Regions from separate parts of the Zea mays genome. Here all the other regions are linked to region 2. A link is a contact called in public Hi-C data. All regions are on one chromosome and are shown on one strand. Each heading gives the region's core, a stretch centred on a gene start, on an enhancer-like site or on the middle of the called end of the contact. The rest is flanking DNA. Distances are from core to core; before and after follow the strand shown.

Region 1 (3,371 bases), core at 589-3,088, 410 kb after region 2:
AACGGCCTGGTGACGTGGCTAGCGCACCGGACTGTCCGGTGCACCATGCGACAGACAGCCTCCACCAAACGGCTAGTTTGGTGGTTGGGGTTATAAATACCCCCAACCACCCCACATTCAAGTCATCCAAGTTTTCCACCTTCCAACCACTTACAAGAGCTAGACATTCAATACAAGACACACTCAAGTGATCAAATCCTCTCCCAATTCCACAAAAGCTTTAGTGTTAAGTGAGAGTGATTTGTTGTGTTCTTTTGAGCTCTTGCGCTTGGATTGCTTTCTTCTTTCTCATTCTTTCTTGAGATCAATACTCACTTGTAACCGAGGCAAGAGACACCAATTGTGTGGTGGTCCTTGCGGGGAAGTTTTGTTCCTGGTTGATTTGAGAAGAGAAAGCTCACTCGGTCCGAGGGACCGTTTGAGAGAGGGAAATGGTTGAAAAAGACCCGGTCTTTGTGACCACCTCAACGGGGAGTAGGTTTGCAAGAACCGAACCTCGGTAAAACAAATCCGCGTGTCACACTCTTTATTCGCTTGAGATTTGTTTTGCACCCTCTCTCGCGGACTCGATTATATTTCTAACGCTAATCCGGCTTGTAGTTGTGATTAATTTTGTAAATTTCAGTTTCACCCTATTCACCCCCTCTAGGCGACTTTCAGAAAGGTTCCCCGCTCACTACTTCATATCTAAAAAGAGTCAGATCTTTTGGTAGCAGTTCAGTGGTTTATATGTATCTCTTTTACCACCCTAATAAACAAGGTCCCACTTCCTTAATACAATTAGAAAATACACTTTTTCTGCCATACAAGACACCTATGTCACATACGCTACCACCCTCCTATATAGTTGTTGGACATATATGTGAGTAATTTTCTAAGTCACCCGAGTCAATAGAAGGAAAATCAACTCTAGATATTTATAGCTACTTTTAATTAAAAACATCTTTGAGTTTGCGCTTATTTGACCAACCTTTTGACCTTTCTAAAGTAAAAGCTAGTGGTGGCCAAACGGGCGGCCCGGTCCGGATCAACACGACCCGTTAGGCCCGACTAGCTAATCGAGTCGTACTGGGTCGATATTAGTGCCGTAGTTGCGGTCCAGGCACGACACTGCAAACTGTTAACCATGACGAGTTAACATTTAGCATGTCGGCCCATTATAACAGAATGTGAATAAATTGCGAAAATAACCAAAAAAAGGAGTGAAGAGGACTTAAACCATGGTCAGCTTGAGAAAGAAGCAGAGCTGCACTCTTCTGACCGGTGCAACCCAAGTTTATTTGTGGTATATGGAGGATTGGTATTGTGTGTGTATATCAATGATTTAAAAATAAAAATATAATCGTGTAGAAATCAGACCTACAATGTGAACCGAGGAAAAGGTCTAAATATGATATGGTTCTTAGGGCATGTATAGTGGAAAGACATTAAAACGATTCTCCAAGTAAAAGAGGCAACTAAGAGACTCTATTGTATAATGTAGTGTCTATAAATATAGTCTGTTAATAAATACAGAATTAAATGCATTTATACAACATCAGATCGATAGAACATACGACATATTCGTACAGTGAGGAGTGAGGCGTCTGTTACTATTTGGTTTACGAGCCAGATCATCTCTTCACGGAAAGACGACTCTAAGATTTTTTTTATAAATACATATTAAAACATCTTAAGAGCCTCCACATTAAACACCAATGTACATGCCCTTATGTGAAATCGACACGAGCCTGTTTTACGTCATGTCACGCCGGTCATTATTAAATACGCCGGTCATTATTAAATAGATTGTTTCTACTGGATACGGCCCATCTGGCCATCCGGTTAGCAAGACCAACAAATGCACACTGATACGTTCCCTTCGAACCCACCTCCCATGGCCACCGTCGACTGCCCCCTGCCCTCTCCCGCGGACCTCGACGACAACGGATTCCCGGCTCTACCCTCCTCCCCCGCTGCCTGTAGCAGCGGCTTCGCGGAGGACTTCTACCGCAGCGGCACCGACTGGTCCTCCTTACGCGCCCCTCCGCCGCTGGGGCCGCCCAGAAGGGCACCCGGTGTGAAGGAGAGAGGAGGCGGCTCGGCCGTGCAGAGCAGCCTCTTCCAGGCGTGGGGGATCGAGAAGCCGCGGCGGGACGGGCGTGGGGCTGGGGATTCATCGCTTGTGCAGAGGAGCCTCTTCCAGGCATGGGGGATCGAGAGACCGCAGAGGGAGGGTCTCGGGGCTGGAGATTCCTCCCCCTCCTCCTCCCTTTCCGGTTCTTTGTTGGCAAGGAAGCGGAGGCGAGGAAGCACCGAGGAGGAGCGGGTGGCGGCCAAGAAGCCCCTCGCGTGCCCCTTCTACAAGAAGATTCCTGGTAAAGGCTACTGCGTTTCATGCTTTGATAGTTTGTTATAATAATTTAGGGGGTCTTTGAATGCACTAGACCCTCTTAGATATATGGCTGGTGGAGCTACTGCCTACTGAGCCACTGAGGAATGAGTTTGTTATACGTTGAATTGCTGTTGCCATCAATTTTCTAATTTGCCAATTTCGCTCATGCTGTCATGCACCTGCAAACCTAGGCACACCATTCACGGTGGATGCATTTCGGTATGGACAAGTTGAGGGGTGCTCGGCCTATTTCCTTAGCCACTTTCATCATGACCATTACGGTGGATTAACCAAGAAATGGTGCCATGGCCCCATCTATTGTTCTGCACTCACTGCACGCCTAGTGAAGATGTGCTTGTCAGTAAATTCCGAGTAAGGCTCCCTTCTCTCTCCCCCCCCACCCCCCCACCCCCCTGTGAATTCTTTCATGGTGATTTCTCGTGCACCAGCAACATGTATTCAAATCAATGAATGCAGCTATATCTGTCCTTTGGAGCTTGATACCGAGTATGTCATAGAGGGAGTGACAGTTACCTTGCTGGAGGCCAACCATTGCCCTGGTGCAGCTCTAATCCACTTCCGACTAAGTGATGGAAAGACCTGTCTCCACACTGGGGATTTTAGAGCATCAAAAACTATGCAATCGCATCCACTTCTCCAGAGAGGCCGAGTAAATTTGGTTTACCTGGACACAACATATTGCAATCCCAAGTACAAGTAGGTATACGACCCTCAAGTTTTAGGAATTTTCTCTTTCATCTGTACTTTGCTGAGCATGGCAAACTATAGGTTCCCACCCCAGGAGGATGTTATTGATTTTGTTGTGAGAACCACTCGAAGATATCTAAAGAAACAACCAAAAACCCTCATTGTTGTTGGGGCATATAGCATTGGGAAAGAGAATGTGTATCTAGCAATTTCCCAAGCTTTAGAGGTACTTTACATTTGAGCTTCACTATTGATTTTGCAACATGCAGACATTCTTATTCTCTGTTTA
Region 2 (3,113 bases), core at 332-2,831:
TTGCCGACTGGGGAGGGAGAGCCGGAGAGGGACGTATCTGCCAAGCCGCAGCCCGGAGCCAGAGACGAGGGTCAACCGGTCAAGTGCACGACGACGCGGGAGGGAGAACCGGAGAAGAGTAGATTAGGGTTAGGGATATTTGGATTGGGGAGGCACCTAGGGAGAGCTGGAGAGTAGGAGAACCGCCGATGTCGCCGGTGACAACGATCCGTCAGTGGCGACGGCGAGGCGGTGACGAAGCAGTGGGTGGAGCTAATCGAGTGGGGAGAGCGCCAGAGCGGAGAGCTGGAGAGGAAGAGCCGGAGTGGGGAGGGCGGGAGGGCGGGCGCCTGGACTTATGCTCCGCTCCCCGACACCGGGGCGATCCCGTGCCTACCGTTTTTTGGCGGGTCGGGCCGTGTCGTCCGACGGGCGATGTCGGCAACCCAGTCACGACCTGGTTTATTGGGCCGGGCCGGGCCGGGCACGATTCCAGCCGGGCCGTGCCATGCTTGGCGAGGCCAAACAACCGGGCCTCGGGCTGCATGCTCATATATAGACGCAAGGATCACATTTTTATCCGTGCTCCTCACGTTTGTTGATGATCAACACCGCAACAACAACGGTCGTGTGTCTCCACCGTGTTCATACACAGGTGAACGAAAGACAGTGACAGCTAGGATGAGTCATGGGCCATCATTGGGAGGCATTTTGGACCTTCCTTGGGCACTCGGTTTCTAGGTATCCGATATTAGGCTTTTCGCCAAGATGAGACGTTGTCCGTCTGAAGAGAAGAGTATCAAATTTCGGTCACGTTTTCTGGTTGCTGTAACATATGATTTTGCCATCACCGCTAAATTGCCACCATATGATGATATGGTAGCTTCATATGTTAATAATTTCTTCGGATCTGACAAAAGCTATCAAACTTTGGGAGCTGAGGTGGCCTATACAACGGTGGCCATGGCGTGGCTTACAATTCCGCTGCCTAACAAGAAGTATCGCCATATAGATAGTCATCATAATTGTGTCTCTCGTGACCAATGTTTCTCCGACGATGTGCCTGTGCCTGTGCCGCACGGGACGCGTGCCTCGTCTGCGCGGCCGCGGCTGCCAAGAACGCGCCGCTCCTTGTACTGTTCTCCTTTTGAATCCTACAAGGCGATGAGCTCATGAACGCATCGATGAGCAGTCGCGAGGGCACTCGCTGGTCGCTGGTGGAGCTGCCAGCCACACAGTAACGTGATGGATGAGGAGGTGAGAGCCTGAGACGCCACGACAGCTGCTCGACGTCGCCGCCCCCACATCACGTTTGCACGTCTGATGTGAGGTGAGGTGATAGATGGTGCCTCGGAATTGGATGGCCTTGGGCGGTGTGGTGGTCCTCTCAAAAGACGGATGCTGCCAAGTGTGCCAACAAAGGCGTCGTAGGCTCTGGCCTCAGAAAGAGCGCACAAAAAGCGTGATGGGCACCGGCCGGGCGACAAAACGAGCGCATCGTGTCGCCGTCCGTCGTGGCCGTGGGTCCCATTTTCCTTGTCCTCCCCGTGCGGTGCGGCTGCTTAGGCTGACCGCAAAGGCTGCCCCTACGCAGCCCCCTCCCCTTGCATGACGCGTGCAGGGGGCGCTCCACGCGCGCAGCGGTGCCCCTGCACCGCCTCCTAGCCCACCGTCCTCCTCTCTCCTCTCCTCAATCTAGCGTGTCACTGTTCATCACCCTAAACACTGTGCTATGGGTCCACGAGTAATTGTTAGTAGATAAAAAATTAATAGTTGGTATAGAAAATGATATTTTATAGTGGTAGTGGGGTATAGGGGGAGTATTTAGGGGGAACCGCTGCGGGAGATGGAAAATAGGGGGAAAAATAGGGGGGAAAAGTGATATAGGGGGAAAAATTTAGGGGTAACGGTTGCGGATAGCCTTATATGCACATGACAACAAGGGGGTCTCCCTCCGTCCCTCGACGTGACATGCGTGAGTTGTTCATCCGTAAATATTCTATTTTGTTTCAGTTGGTGTTTTTACAGCACCCAAGTTATTTTTTGTGGGTTTTTACAGTCCCACACGGGCCGGCGATCCTCCTCCACGACCACTGTATCTTTAATGGACTACTAAGGTCGGCTACAGCCTACAGGCACAGCAGAGGTTTAATCCAAATTTTATTTGGATCACATAGCAAATTTATTAACTTGACCTTTTTTTTTTGCTATGGTTGCCAACGCAGAAACCAATGTAGTCGTCTTGGTGATACGGTTTAACGACCTCTATCTATATGGAGGAATATATATATACATGGTTAACAAATTAGATCCTACATGAACAATCCAACCTACGGACTAATCGTATCCATCATAATTTTTCTAAGCTCTTGTGCAGGCTCAAATTCTACAAGCGAAATAGATGAGGTTGCATCCAGGCTCAGGGCGAAGCATGCCGTTTTTTTTAAAAAAATAATTTCTATTCTTAGTTTTTAGAAACTGGTTTATGGAAAAAGTTGGATGGGGAGTTGTTTGGAACTCAGTTTATAAGAAACCAAGTTCCTAGTTCTTTTTATATACAATTACTAGCATACTCTTTCTCTATTTTAAAAAGCGTTGGCAATAGATGTAAATCCTATGAAATCAACATGGGCATAATATAATTAAACAAAAAGAATATAGTTTTAGTTAGAAGAAAGTAGCTTTTTGGTTTTTAAGAAATTGGAGTCCAGTTTCTATGACTTGGAACATAAACTGGTTTATTTTCTAAACCACTTTAGTTTCGATAAACCAGTTTTTTTAAAAAATTAAGTGGTTCTAAACATGCCCTTAATTGTCTGTGTTTTGGTTACAAATTTTGACACGCTTAGAGGGGCTACCATATTTTTGCATGGTAGCAGAACCGAACACTCACTACCGGTGCCGAGGCCCTATTCAGAGCATCTCCAGTAGTTTACCAATAATTCATCCCTAATAGGATAGTATTAGTGATCACTAATAATGTTTTTTCAGAATATTGAGTGAAATACTCCAACAGATCACCAATAAACCTCCCTAAAACCTAGAACCCACTTGTCAGATATTAATACTTTATTTTTTTCCTTTTACTCCTCTATCAGTCTCTCTTCTCCAACCGTATACTCCTCCATCCCTTC
Region 3 (3,349 bases), core at 600-3,099, 280 kb after region 2:
CACGTCAGCAGACCGTTGGGGTTCGACCGTTGGAGCTCTAACTTGTGGGGCCTCTGGGCTGTCCGGTGGTGCACCGGACAGGTCCGGTAGACTGTCCGGTGCCCCTTCTCGCGCGTGCCTGACTTCTGCGCGCTCTGGCGCGCATTAAATGCCTCTGCAGATGACTGTTGGCGCGGAAGAAGCCGTTGCTCCACTGGCACACCGGACAGTCCGGTGTGCACCGGACAGTCCGGTGTGCACCGGACACTGTCCGGTGACTCACCGGACAGTCCGGTGACTCACCGGACAGTCCGGTGAATTATAGCGGAGCGCCCTCTGAATTTCCCGAAGGTGAAGAGTTTAGCCTCGAGTGCCCTGATGCACCGGACACTATCCGGTGGTGTACCAGACACTGTCCGGTGGCACACCGGACAGTCCGGTGCGCCAGACCAGGGTGCCTTTCGGGATGTCTTTAGCTCGCATTGTTTGAACCCTTTCTTGGTCTTTTTATTGGCTTATGGTGAACCTTTGGCACCTGTAAAACTTATATACTAGAGCAAACTAGTTAGTCCAATTATTTGTGTTGGGCAATTCAACCACCAAAATCAATTAGGAAATAGGTGTAAGCCTAATTCCCTTTCAACTGGCATTAGATACTTCTATATTATTCCCTCCGTTTTGCCCCTAGACCCGCATGTCGGGGCTCAGCACCCTTGTACGTGCCCCCCTTTAGCTATAAAAGGGGAGGCACGCAACGAGGCTGACTCAAGCACACTTAGACCTAGCTCAGGCTCATAAGTTCATACAAGCTCTCGAGCTCAATACATCACACAGTGGAGTAGGGTGTTACGCTCCGGCGGCCCGAACCACTCTAAATCCTTGTATGTTCTTGTGTTCTCCCCATTTTCCAACTATCAGGCAAAACGCTTAGCCGCTTCCTCATCTTAGGATTTATGGCGGGTGCATTCCGCCGCCCGGCCGGAGATCTCTCCGACAATGACCTTTATCTAGATAACCCTAAAAAGTTAAAACTATCATTTGGTTCGGTTTACTCTCCTAAAGTATTTCAGTCGGTCTAATTTACCCTTTAGTAAGATTTATCTTTTTTGTTTCTCTGTATTAAGGTGGTTTTAATTTCAAATTTTATGTGAGGATAGCTGGCACCATAATTTATGTGTAAAATATATGTCACAAATTTATATCATTATTTTGATAAGCTAGGACATATAATAATAAATTAACATTAGAAAGACAAAGTGTATTAAGCACAAACATATAAATTCATAATAATATTTTTAAAACAATATATGGTGCCCACTATCAGCGGCATAATAATAACTTAACAATAAAAATATAAAATTGTATTAAACATAAACATATAAAATTCATATATTATTCTTCTAAACAATATATGGTGTCCACTTGATCTCATAAGTTTTGAAATTAAAATTCAACTTATACTATATAGAGAAATGAGAATACAATTTTATTAAGAGGTACGTTGGACCGACTAAACTAATACTTTCTTTGTCTTAAATTAAAAATTATTTTAGGGATTATGGATTCAAACAATATTTGATGTATGTGTTTTATATATATCTAAATTTATCATCGTCTATCTAAATATAGATATAAAAATCAAGAGCTAAAAAGACCGGTATTTTAGAACCGAGAAAGTAAATCGAACCATACGAACGTAAGCGAGAATTGTAGGTATTAATTTGGGGTTTTCCCTAAAAAATAGACATGGTCAATTCAAGGTACCCGCCGCTCTGGATTGTTTCAGGGCATGTCCCAACTGTCAATGGTCAAACCAGGTCGCCCCCGGATCCGGGAGGCGCCGCGTGGGGAACGAGTCACGGCGCTCTGCTGCTGGTAGTTGGGCAGTAGGCAAGGCCGTACGCGGAAGAAACCGCGGCAGCCTGCCCAGCGCAAGAAAATAGCCGCAACCCAACCGATCGTGCGGAAGCAATCAAGCCGCGGCGCGTGAAAGCGTCCCGTCCCCGTTTCGCTGGCCATCCCCGCAAAGCAGAAGGTTTTGCTTTGCGCGTCCTCCCAATCCGTGGCTAGCGGTCCCCTGTTTCCTGCCCAGCTCGCCGGCGTTCCCCTTCCTCCGCTGCTGCCAGTGGTAATATGATTCTCCTCCTTGTTTTTTTTTAATTTGCAATCGTTAATGGGCTCCATTTGTAGAGAATTTGGGCGTTTCTATGTGCGACGGTGTTGAATTTCAGTCGAAATTGATTCCAATTAGAGTTCTGCGAGTTGGCTTTGTTTTGATACATTGTGCAGTGGCAAGTTATCGTTTGCTACCTGCTTGCAAAATGGTCCAATTCAGGAACCAGGAATGCCAGCCTAGAGTATTGAGCTAATTAGGCGTTCTGAATTCGTTTGCTGTTTGGTGGATACCTAGGATAATCAGCGAGACAGCGACGAAGTATATAACTTTTTGTTCAGCGAGAGTCATGATGATACTGGAAAGCGAAATCCATTGGGACCTTGCCCCAGAGTACAGGTGTTCGAGATTCCGTGAAAAAAAAGTGTGCAGATGATGGACATACGATTCACTATAAGTCCCTAACGTCTTCTACTCCTAATAACCTTATCTTGGTTGGTTTGTCAAGGAGAAACAAATTGCTGCTCCAATTTGTAGCCTCAGAATGCAATTTTGCCTCCAGAACGGCACTATGCTTTATGCTCTTTCCATAACCTAGCTAGCAGAGACCCTCATCCATTTTAAGCCAAATTTCATTATCCATGAGAGGTAGCCATCAAGTTTTATGCTGTATTCTCATGACTCCTTGTGCTCTAAGCACAAATCAGTGCCTCTACTGTACATATATAGTTATACATTTGAGAGGTCATTGTCATCCCATGCATGTAGAATTAAGTATTACATACATGGAACATCACTGTAAGTCCACGTGGATAATTGATTATACCATATGTTAAATGCATGCTGAAAGACTTGGCGATGGACGCAAACTGTGTTTGAGGAAAAAGATATTTGAGATGTCAACACAGACATCACTAACATGATAGTACTGTAGATAAGTGTCAATGTAAACAAGTTATGCAAATCGTTGCTCCTCTACCAACAAGCAAAGACACAATTTCATCATGTACATAATAATAAACATTTTACAGTAAAATTTGTTCAGCTAGGCCTCTCCCATTTTCTCTGCATATGCTTTTCTTTGTCTTTTCCTTTGTGTGTGTGTCTCCATTAAAGTTATATAATTTTCAACCTACGCTGTAGTTTCTGTTTCCTTCCTTCATGCCAGTAGTTGTACAACATATAAATTGCATTTCCAGTGTTTATTTCCTTTTAGATATGTTTTTTTAATATATTTAGCGTATCAAAATTATTATA

Evidence for each region. Hi-C and Micro-C count contacts between places; a contact is called where the count stands out from the background.
Region 1: a Hi-C map of bundle sheath shows a contact between it and region 2, with 2.8 times the contacts expected there. The contact joins the promoter of LOC100192920 here to the enhancer-like site in region 2. A contact is called at or near these places in 2 of 25 Hi-C or Micro-C datasets (bundle sheath and ear).
Region 3: a Hi-C map of leaf shows a contact between it and region 2, with 4 times the contacts expected there. The contact joins the promoter of LOC100192862 here to the enhancer-like site in region 2. A contact is called at or near these places in 3 of 25 Hi-C or Micro-C datasets (bundle sheath, leaf and tassel).

Annotation. Positions count from the first base shown.
Region 1 is chr10:114,998,024-115,001,394 of Zm-B73-REFERENCE-NAM-5.0, reverse strand. LOC100192920 reads left to right here and starts at 1,838. Exons shown (of 9, transcript NM_001358495.1): 1 at 1,838-2,357; 2 at 2,566-2,746; 3 at 2,852-3,091; 4 at 3,164-3,308. The coding sequence starts at 1,841.
Region 2 is chr10:115,410,084-115,413,196 of Zm-B73-REFERENCE-NAM-5.0, reverse strand. No RefSeq gene overlaps it. Among protein-coding and RNA genes, the nearest start is that of LOC100126917, 27 kb to the left of the region's middle. Within about 2 kb of position 1,581, at least 18 of the 20 cell types and tissues checked have an H3K27ac peak or open chromatin away from gene starts, as enhancers often do. A contact at or near this core is called in bundle sheath, ear, leaf and 1 more, where this site is marked.
Region 3 is chr10:115,131,765-115,135,113 of Zm-B73-REFERENCE-NAM-5.0, reverse strand. LOC100192862 (Cysteine proteinases superfamily protein) reads left to right here and starts at 1,849. Exons shown (of 10, transcript NM_001138051.1): 1 at 1,849-2,107.